Linked DNA regions of Mus musculus: regions 2 and 3 are each linked to region 1. Evidence: chromatin contacts called from public HiChIP or PLAC-seq data. All regions are on one chromosome and are shown on one strand. The core of a region is the stretch at or near the end of the contact, and the rest is flanking DNA. Distances in the headings are between cores, read along the strand shown. Region 1 holds the start of Gsc (goosecoid homeobox). Region 2 has its middle 79 kb from the start of Gm31573. Region 3 has its middle 73 kb from the start of Gm10000.

Evidence for each region. HiChIP or PLAC-seq counts read pairs in DNA pulled down with a chosen protein or histone mark.
Region 2: a contact with region 1 is called in an H3K4me3 HiChIP or PLAC-seq map of craniofacial prominence, with 5 times the contacts expected there. The contact joins the enhancer-like site here to the promoter of Gsc in region 1. A contact is called at or near these places in 7 of 39 promoter capture datasets (the 3T3-L1 cell line, 3T3-L1-derived adipocytes, cranial neural crest and 4 more), 2 of 484 Hi-C or Micro-C datasets (germline stem cells and nephron progenitors), 7 of 115 datasets of contacts at active chromatin or transcription factors (craniofacial prominence, embryonic forebrain, embryonic limb bud and 2 more) and 2 of 9 other capture datasets (embryonic stem cells and liver).
Region 3: a contact with region 1 is called in an H3K4me3 HiChIP or PLAC-seq map of craniofacial prominence, with 2.1 times the contacts expected there. The contact joins the enhancer-like site here to the promoter of Gsc in region 1. A contact is called at or near these places in 1 of 39 promoter capture datasets (embryonic stem cells), 7 of 484 Hi-C or Micro-C datasets (MC3T3-E1-derived osteoblasts, embryonic stem cells and nephron progenitors), 6 of 115 datasets of contacts at active chromatin or transcription factors (craniofacial prominence, embryonic forebrain and embryonic stem cells) and 2 of 9 other capture datasets (adipose tissue and embryonic stem cells).

The regions. Positions count from the first base shown.
Region 1 is chr12:104,471,604-104,474,775 of GRCm38.p6, forward strand. Gsc (goosecoid homeobox) reads right to left here and starts at 1,633. Exons shown (of 3, transcript NM_010351.1): 1 at 1,158-1,633; 2 at 390-649; 3 at 1-43. The coding sequence starts at 1,512. Gm10000 (a long non-coding RNA gene) reads left to right here and starts at 1,927. Exons shown (of 6, transcript XR_381874.2): 1 at 1,927-2,979.
Region 2 is chr12:104,582,521-104,585,692 of GRCm38.p6, forward strand. No RefSeq gene overlaps it. Among named protein-coding and RNA genes, the nearest start is that of Gm31573, 79 kb to the right of the region's middle. Within about 2 kb of position 1,476, at least 5 of the 459 cell types and tissues checked have an H3K27ac peak or open chromatin away from gene starts, as enhancers often do.
Region 3 is chr12:104,544,451-104,547,622 of GRCm38.p6, forward strand. No RefSeq gene overlaps it. Among named protein-coding and RNA genes, the nearest start is that of Gm10000, 73 kb to the left of the region's middle. Within about 2 kb of position 1,736, at least 14 of the 459 cell types and tissues checked have an H3K27ac peak or open chromatin away from gene starts, as enhancers often do. A contact at or near this core is called in craniofacial prominence, where this site is marked.

The DNA of each region.
Region 1 (3,172 bases), core at 383-2,882:
GCTTCTGTCGTCTCCACTTGGCTCGGCGGTTCTTAAACCAGACCTGTTGCGCAACCAAACAGTGGTGACCTAAAGGCTGCTGCCCACCGACACCAGGGCACCGGGTGGCCCCGCGTGGCCAGGGGACAGCCTGACCGTGGAACCTTAGCCTGGCAGGGAGAAATCCGCAGGCAATCGCTGTGCTCAAGACCAACAAAAGGAGAAGCACCCTCCACGCTTCCTCTTTTCCTTCTTGGGCCTAAAGTACCCTCGGGCAGCCTCCAGGCCACAGCCTCTGGGATGCTCTTAGAGTGGCCACATCCCAAAGGAGGACCCGGCAAAAGCCGCGTGCAGGGAAGGACCGCTAGACGCCCCCACCCCAGCCCACCCCCGCTGGGGCTCTTGCCTACCTCCACCTTCTCCTCCCGAAGGTGCACCTTCCTGGCCAGCTGCTCCCGAGTGCCCACGTCTGGGTACTTCGTCTCCTGGAAGAGGTTCTCCAGGGCTTCGAGCTGCTCATCGGTGAAGATGGTGCGGTGCCGCCGCTTCCGCCGACAGTGCAGCTGGTTGAGCAGCTGCAGCTCAGTGCGCGACAGCGTGCCCACGTTCATGTAGGGCAGCATCTGGTGCGGCACCGGAGACACCAGTACAGAACCGGGGCCCTCGTAGCCTGCGACAGAGAGAGGGACGGGAGTCAGTCATCCTCCCTCGGCACCGTAAGCCAACCCGCTCGCTGCCCTCGCTCACTTAAAAATAAAAAAAGTCTGCAAGGGGCGCTATGTCTTTGGGGGGCACCGAGACCAGGGATGCCCAGACGTGGAAGGAGCGTCTGCCTGCACACATCCAAAAGCCAGTTCAGGCACTTTAGAATCTCCCCGCGTCCTCACTTCATTCCCGCGCGCGCGTGGAGTCGCCCCGAGACTCCCGGTGACTCGGCTTTTTAAACTCTAACCTAAAGTTTACAGTAGACGTATGCAAAGTCCCCGTACCCGGTGACCCAAAAATATATTAATTAATTAAAAGTAAAAGATAAATAAATAAATGGGAGAACGGGGAAGGCTTGCAAAGGGAGAAAGTTGGTGCCAGGTGAGTAAAGCAAGCAAACCGCGCGTCCATGCCCCGGCAGCCACCGACTGCCGCAGTGGCGAAGGCCGGCTCGCGAGCGATCGCGACCCTACCTGGGGGCGTCGGGACGCAGGAGCACTGCTGGGCGCCCAGCGGCGGCACAGCCCCGCAGCAAGCCGGGCCCACGGGCGCCGCCTGCACGTGCAGCTGCCCGTAGAAGTAGCTGTTGTAGCCCAGGCGGGAGCTGCCGACCGCGGCCGGGAGGCCCGCGCCTCCGGGGGCCACAGGGCGCGGGTAGAAGGCGCCGTAGTCCGAGGAGGTGCCGCCGCCGGCGCCGTAGAGCGAGTCCCCGTGTAGAGCCGGGAAGACCACCGGAGCCGCGGCGCTGGGCGCCACCGGGAGCACCGCGTCTTTGCAGCGCGGCCGGGCGGCCAGGATGTTGTCGATGCTGAACATGCTGGCGGGCATCCCCGAGCCCCGCGTCGGGACCGGGGGGCGGCGGGGACGCGCCGAAGAAGAAGAAGTCTCCAAGTGGTGTTGTTTGGGGTGGGGGTTGGGAATTGTCCCACTCTCTGCTCCCGCGGGCGAGCAAACCGAAAGAGAGCGCGGGCGAGCGCGCAACTCGCGCCCCTCCCCGCCCCCTGCGTCCGAACTCCCTCCTCCCGCCCTCTCCTCCCCTCGCCGCCGCCTAGCTGAACTCAACCCGCGGGTAGGACGCAGCTCCGACCGGCTCAACCTCTTGTTGGTTTTATACTGAGTCGACGTCATCCTGGATTTAGTTCCTGGTAATATGCAGATGACAAACAGAACCAGATTTGGTCCTTTTCTTTTCCTTTGGGTGGTGTGGAATGGGGAGGTGGGGGTGGGCGGGGGGCGCTTGCAGGGGAGGGGGAGAGATGCCAAGAGGAGGGGGGCCACAGGGCCTGAAAAAGATTGTGGATTGAGAATTAATGAAATTAACCTAATCTTTTCCATTCGGCAGCCCCGGCGCGGCCCCGGCCTTGCTGGGCGGGCGGCCTAATTGCCCAGGTTAATCTTATTAATACTATTGTCCTGCCGCCGTTAACAACTCCGCCGCCGACCTCTCCGCCCCGACCCTTTTCTCTCTATTATGGGGTGCGATTTCCTATGGTTGTAGCTCAAATTCATTGTGGCTAATTTTACTTTAGGACTACTTTTTACTCTCTTTCGGAATCTGTTTGCTTTTAAGAAATGAGGGTGGCTGTGTCCTCCCTCAACTAAGACTGAAAGTGCCCCCCCCCCGCAGCCAACCCCCTACCCCGTGAACTCACTGCCTAATTTCACTTCTCCACCCCCCCCTCCGTCTCTTTCCCAAAATCTTTTGTTTTTGCGAAAGCCAAATTTTCTCAGAGCAAAAACCATGAAAGTAGAAACGCGTCCGCCTTCGTACAAGTTGTCTTTTTTCTTCTTCTTCTTCTTAAAGCGGTCACTCTGGGTCTGAAAACTACCCTGACTCTCCCTAGCTCCTAACACACCAGTGAAGAGCAAATTCAGCCAGTCTTTAAAATTCACCACCCAGAGGAGCGCTCTGAAGCGATGCTTCCAGAGGCTTCCCGCGTGGGTGCCGATAGGTTCTGTGTATTTTTGATTATTAGTCTGGGAGAAGGGGTGCCTTCCCCCCCCCCAAAAAAAATTTTTTTGGCTTTAATTCTCGTGGGATCTACCGGGACTGCCTGTCTCCTTTCTCAACATATTGAGTGGCGTCCCTCTCTCAATCAGCGAGCTCTCCGAAAGGCCTCTAGCTGTCCTTCCAGGCCCGCGCTGGCCTCCGGGGGACCCCAGCGGCCTGGACAAAAGTCGGGCCACTGCGGGCGGCCGTGATGATTTGCGGGATTCTCCGTGAGGCACGGCCGAACCGCGGGAGGCGCAGCCAGCCTAGATCTGCGCGCTGGCGGCTGGGCGACCTGCGGGAAGGTAGGCGACCCTCTGGGCAGAACGAAAACAGAGGCCCAAAGTCGTGCGTCCCGGTGCCAGCCCGGGAATTGCACCGCCATCGCGCAGGCCACTCTCCAGCTACTCCAGGAGAGACCTGGGTAGAGGACTTCCATACCATTTGTGGAGATTCCTCTCTCACTGATAAGTCTGAGATAACTTCAACGCTGTCTAA
Region 2 (3,172 bases), core at 226-2,725, 110 kb after region 1:
TTCCCCCAGGCTCTCTACGACCCCTTCATCTTTCCCCAGAAACATTCTTGAGTGTCTGCAGCTAAAGCTGTATTTCTTCTGCGCCTCTCCTCTCTCTTCCCTTGGAGCTCCTTGCTTCCCTCCTTGATCTGCATAAGGTTCCCATCCGTGCCCTTCAGCTGTGGAGATCCCACCTTGAGCTCGGAGGGCTAGCACACCTTCCCGACATGCCTTGTGCCGCTGGTCAGGCTAGCTCAGTCACTTCCTGACAACCTACGAGGACCTCACAAGCAGCAAGTGGCATCTTATTCACAAAGGACACAGCCATCTGGAGCGACCCACACTTTAGAAACCTGAGCAAAGGGACAGCCAGGAGGGTGTTACTAAACCCCTAATGAAGAAAGTCCCAAAGTGCTGAATGGCGTATTATGTGGGGACCAGCGAGCCAGCCTCCCCAGAAACCATGGAGTAGGGGTAAAGAGAGGATGTGCAGAGCTAAGGGAGAGAAAGCATGGAGAGCCCACCACGGTGGGATGGAACCCACCACGGTGAGATGGACGATCTGAGAACTCAGTGAGAGTCCAGGGCAGTGGCACACACCTGTAATGCCAGGACCCCTGAGACTGAAGCAAGATGGTTGGTGTGAGCTTGCTAGCCTGGGCTATATGAGTCCAAGAACAGCTTGATCATAGCAAGCGTGTCTCAAAATAACCCAAACAAATAAACGAAGAGTTTAAAAACCACCCTTCCCCACCCCCCAAGCACCCCCAATTCTTCTCAATGCTGCCTCCTCTCGGGAAAGGTGAAGAGAAGGCGGGATGTATCTATCTTCCTTTCTTCCTTCCTGCCTTTCTCTTTGTTTTTTTTTTGTTGTTGTTGTTGTTGTTGTTTTTTTTTTTGTTGTTGTTGTTGTTGATAATGTTTTTTTTAAGATTTATTTATTTTATGAGTACACTATAGCTGTCTTCAGTCACACCAGAAGAGGGCATCGGATCCCATTACATATGGTTGTGAGCCACCATGTGGTTGCTGGGAATTGAACTCAGGACCTTTGGAAGAGCAGTCAGTGCTCTTAACAGCTGAGCCATCTCACCAGCCCGATGATGAGTTTGTTTGTTTGTTTGTTTGAAGATAGGGTTTCTCTGTGTATCGTAGCCTTGGCTGTCCTGAATTAGCTTTGTAGACCAGGTAGGCTGGCCTCGAACTAACAGAGATCCACCTTTCTCTGCCTCCTGAGGGCTGGGATTAAAGGCGTGCACCTCCATACCCAACAGTCCTTTCTAAATGGCTGAGAAGGGTGTCTCTGCCATCTCCCGATCCACTTCAGAGGCATTCCCAGTGTCCACTTTGCCCTTGGCTGACTGGACAGTGTCCTACCTCATAGGCAGATGCTTACCAGTGACTCTCCCCTGCACTGACTGATTGGTCCCAGGCACCTCTGAGGCACAGAATCTGAGGCCACTGGGCCTCAGCCGACTGGACAAGGTACAGCTCTCTGTGAGGCTATTGGCTGGCGAGTGTCAAGTCCATCAGCCATCTCTTAGTAAGGAAGAGTGTGCGCTCAGCTGTTTAGCCTGCAGCGCTAGAGGAGAGGCAGAGAGACCTGATCCCGCTCAGGAGCTGGGTCACCTATGAGACCACCCGCCGCTCGACCAGAGATGCCGATCCCGTGTCCCTGAGGCCTAAGCACAGCATTGAAATTTTCCTCATCCTCTTCAGTGAGTTGGCGTCTTCTGGTCCCGCAACTTCAAAGCGCTGAACGAACACAGAGTTTAGACAAGAATTTCTAAACTCTTCTCAGACACACTGTCAAAGGCTATTTGCAAGGCAGGTAGGTGGGAGGCCGCGCACACGAGGGAAGTGCGGAAAGTTTACCAGGAAGAACACGTACCGCTCTGGCTTGTCAAAGCACCAGAGGATGGAGACAAGCCCTTTTCAAATCTTTAAGGACCTCTCTTGATTATGAAGTTACTTGGTTTATTATTTTTACAATCAAGAGGACCCACTAATATGCTAAAGGAATCCATTCAAAATAAATAGTGAACAAATATTTAAACTACGCCGGACCGTGGGGGAGGAGCCGGCATGGTGACCAGCCGCGCATGCTCATTCGCCCTCTCCAGGCAGTCTTCCATACCTCCCGATAATTACTCGCAATTGTTTTCCTCTCCAGCTCCAAAATATTTTCCTCTCTGACACATCTGTAGGACATTTGATATATGTTTTCTCCTTTTCTTTTCTAAACAAAAAGCCAAGCTCACAGGCTCAGCCTGCTCTGACTTCCTCTGATGAGAGCTGAGTCCACCTAAGGCCTGGGAGGCACATCGCTCAAGGCCTCAGAAGCAGGGGCAGAAGGAAGAGAAGCCCAGGCTCACACCCTCGGTACAGTGCTCCCCTTGGCTCCTACAGTGTCCCCAGTGGGGTCTAGGACAAGCTGAGACTAGGAGGCAGACCAGAGGATCAAGTCTTCCTGAGGCACAGGCACGAGTGTGAATCCTCCCGTAAGTGCTGCCAAGCACAGTCAAACATGTTAGCCAAGTCTTATGCGAGCGTGCTTTGGCGCTTCTCTGTGAATGAATGAAGCTGTCTGGAGAGTCCTTTCCATATATCCCCTAAGCCTGGCAGCCTTAGACAGGGATAGAGCTCTGTACCCCAGCTGCAAAGGACGTGGTAACCGTGCTGAAGATGCGACTCCTGCTTCAGGAATCCAGTGATAGCCTGCTGTTTCATAGTTGGGAGAAATTGTCAAACTCGGCAATTCCCCCAATTGCAAGCAATATTAGTCATGAAGGCCATATTTCTGCTATCTATAACTAACTAATAACTAACAAACTAACTAAATATGCATCAATTAAGGCCGAGAAATTAAGCTTGTTTGAAACTAGGTTTGAGATAGCAATAAAATATTCAAACTTAAACTATATTATGAGTTTTAATGCACCAATTTTTAAATTTTTTCTGTAAAATTTTCAATCACTTTAGTGTTTGGGGAGCAAAATATCCATTAAAAACTCTGTGAACCATGCACAGAGGAACACACCCTCCCCTCTGTCTCTATACCAATACAGCTTCTTACAGCTCTGCTACTGACCTTGTAAATACAAATATTTCATATTAGAGTTTTGGCATTTAATTTTAATTTTACATGGAAATATGATTTTTTTTTTTTTTTTTGGTGACTGCATTTTTAAGG
Region 3 (3,172 bases), core at 486-2,985, 73 kb after region 1:
TCTAGCCTGAGGGCTGCGGCAGAGTCCTTGAAACAGGCCTGATGTCATCACATTTGAGTTCCAGTATGTCTGCTATAGCTGCTTCTCTGATGCTTCAGCTGAAAAACAGAGATCCGATTTTCTCAGCATGGATGAGAAACTCTCCCTAAACGGTAAAGCCAGAGTTTGCAGACGCTCATGTCCTGGTCAGGAATATAAGGTGACACTTGTCAACGTAGATCCAGATGCTCTGTTGGCATGGAGTGGTGGAACTGTGTGTGTGCATGTGCGTGTGCATGTGCGTGCGGGAGCGTGCTCTCTAGCACATACACACACACATGTAAAAACTGGGACCAAAAAGTGACAAGGAAAACACCCCAGGCACCCTACACACTTGTGGTCAATCTGAGATTCCAATCTGTCTGTCTCTTGGAAGTCATTGTAGGCACCACTTAATGTCCCAGGGATCCTGAAAATGCTGAAGAGCCACCTAGAGGAAACATGTTCCCAGGTCCCTGGTGTCCTCTGTCTGTTCTTCCTGCTAGTGGGCACCTCCAGCTGGCCTCACAGGCTACTTGCCATGGTAGCCTTTGTCAGTGAGGGGAGTTGGTGTGGCCCCTAGTGCTGGCTGATGCTGGGAAGCCTTCTCTGCCTCCACTTCACTCTGGCTGTCCTTTCTGTTTCTCCTGAAGGATCTTGGGAATATGGGGAGTAGAGAGACTCCCAGGGGAGTGGTGGGTACTTGCCTCCTCCCTGCCTAGCTCTAGGCTGGGCATACAATGATAGTTAGCTTTTGGGTAACCTATACAGAACCCTAATCCCAGCACTAGGGAAGAGGGGTCCCACAAATACAGAGGAATGCAGTTCCAGGAGGAGAAGGCAGGGCTCCCAATGGAGCTAGGATGTGAGCACCATTTGACAGCTAAGAAACATCACTAGCTGCTTTAGAGGATCACGGTGGGGCACAGTCAGTGAGGTACCTTCCAGTCGCCAGGATTTGAGCAGCAGCAGAGAACTTGGTTCATGACTGGAAAACCCACAGAGCCAGGAAGGGTGGAGGCCCGGTCTTAGCTTGGCCTCTTTGTTGCCTGAGCACCCTCGGCAAAATCACACCGCCTTTCTAACCTTCAGTTTCTCCTTCCATGAAACAGAGATGACCACATTTGCCTCAGAGGCACTACAAGGCTTGCAGGCTATGGCAAAGGTCAGACGCAAAGTAGATGCTCAGTAATACAGCTGTGACTGAGCTAGACTCTTTTTTTCTTTGAGGCTGGGAATCTTCCCAGGCCCCAGGAAAACTCCAGACTGCCTGCAGGGGGGGAAAGGGTCCAGCACCTCCTCTATAGCCTGCACTGGGGGCTTTGCTTACCTTTCTGAAAATTAAATTAAAACTCAACAGTAGTACTATTGTAGCTTTAATATCCACTGCTGACAGGATGGAATTAGCTACTTTTTTTTTTTGGAGGGGGGCTTGGGTTTTTATTTCTTGCTCCAACTTTCCTTCTTCCCCAAGGGGGTGTAAACGGTTGTCTAATCTGTCCTGAGGGCATTCAGCCACTCTTAAGTAGGAGAGAAGGGTGGTGTTGGTCCCGTGAGGACCAAGGATCGCACAGTGACATTGGGTGGAAGGGGCCTTGTGTTGATCTTCATTGTGGGCCGAGTTGGCCAACAGGGCTCCAGAGCACAGAGAATCAGCGCAGAATTATCGCTAAGCCCCGGATCGCTGCACTCATTACAGGTAACCGGAGCCCGGCTGGCCTGAGTGCAGCTCTAAGCTCCACTAAGACGGGACGCGCTCGGGAAGAATACGCCATATGTAATTTAATAAGCCTGGAAAGCAGCCTGCATTCTTTTTTGTCTTTGGCCCAAAAGAGAGGTAATTCCTGACGCAGCCACAGCGGTGGGATGTGCCCGCTGGAGAGGAAGGCCAAGCTGGGTGGACAAGGGAGGCTTGTGGATGTGGAGGTTGGCTGGAGGCTGGGATTAGCTTGCACCTCTCCGCTCCCCCATCAAGGCCTCCGGGAGTCCTTCAGGACCCTTCATAAGCTCCACTTGCATTGAGGAAAGGGTACCATTGTCCAGGGTAGTGAAGCCTTGCATGCCACAGGACATGGTAAATAGTTAAGAGAAGGTTTTAGCCCTACACTGCCCCCTTCAGGTCACCTCTATAAAGCATCCCATTGCCTACTTTTGGCGACCCCATTGTGCCAATCCTTCCCATGGAAGCCACTCTCTGCAGGATGTTCCCCTCTTCTGCAGTTTGCCCTGCCTGGCTTCCTTGCTCAGCTCCTTCTCCACCTTTCTGCACTGCAAATGTCCCTAAGCTCTGCTCAGCCTAGCTCACCTTCGAGCCTGACCTTCACAAGTTCACTGGTGGGCATCCTGTGCTCCAGCCAGGCTAGGACCCTACCCACACCCACTCACCAGGATGCCCCAGCCCAGAAATAATTTTAGATGACACTGCGAGTCTTAGAATTCGCAGGGCGGTTGATTCTGCCATTTGGAGAAGGGGACGGGTGTTAGGCGCTCAGGATCTGAGCCCAATGATTCACTCAAGTGGCTACTACTCTGAGTAGGGAGCCAAACTCTGAGTCCAGGTGGGTGGTACCCTTAAGGCCATGATGACCGACGGAGCTATACCCTTCTTTCCCACATGTGACCTTCATTGGGGTCAGGACCTAAAAGGTGCAATTAAGGTTAAATGGGGTCATGGAGTTGGATCCTGACTCAATGAGAGTGTTGTCCTTAGAAGGAGCTAGGGCATAGATACACAGAGGGACGTGGATGTGAACACAGAGGGGGAAGCACCCTCTACAGGCCTCGAATTAAACCCGGGAGAACCAATCCTACCAAACCCGTGATCTTTGTGATCTTTGAGTTACAGCCTCCAGCTTCCCAAGCAAGTGATGCCTGATACTTCAAGCTAAAGTTGCCCTACGAACCTGCAGAGATGCCTCCCGAAGAGGTCAGAGGCCAAATCACTGGCACTTGACACATTTTGATCCTGATATTTTCAGCATTCTTCAAACTGTTTTTTGAGTGCATAAGTTAGGCAAAATCCTGCAAACCAGCAATATAGCCCCCAAGCCTGCTCGGCTCTGACTCCTATCCCTAGAGGGAGGGTGTCTCATCGCACTCAGTGCAGGGTACCAAGTAAACAGCAGGTGCTATCTAAAGGCTGATGCTGTCTTCC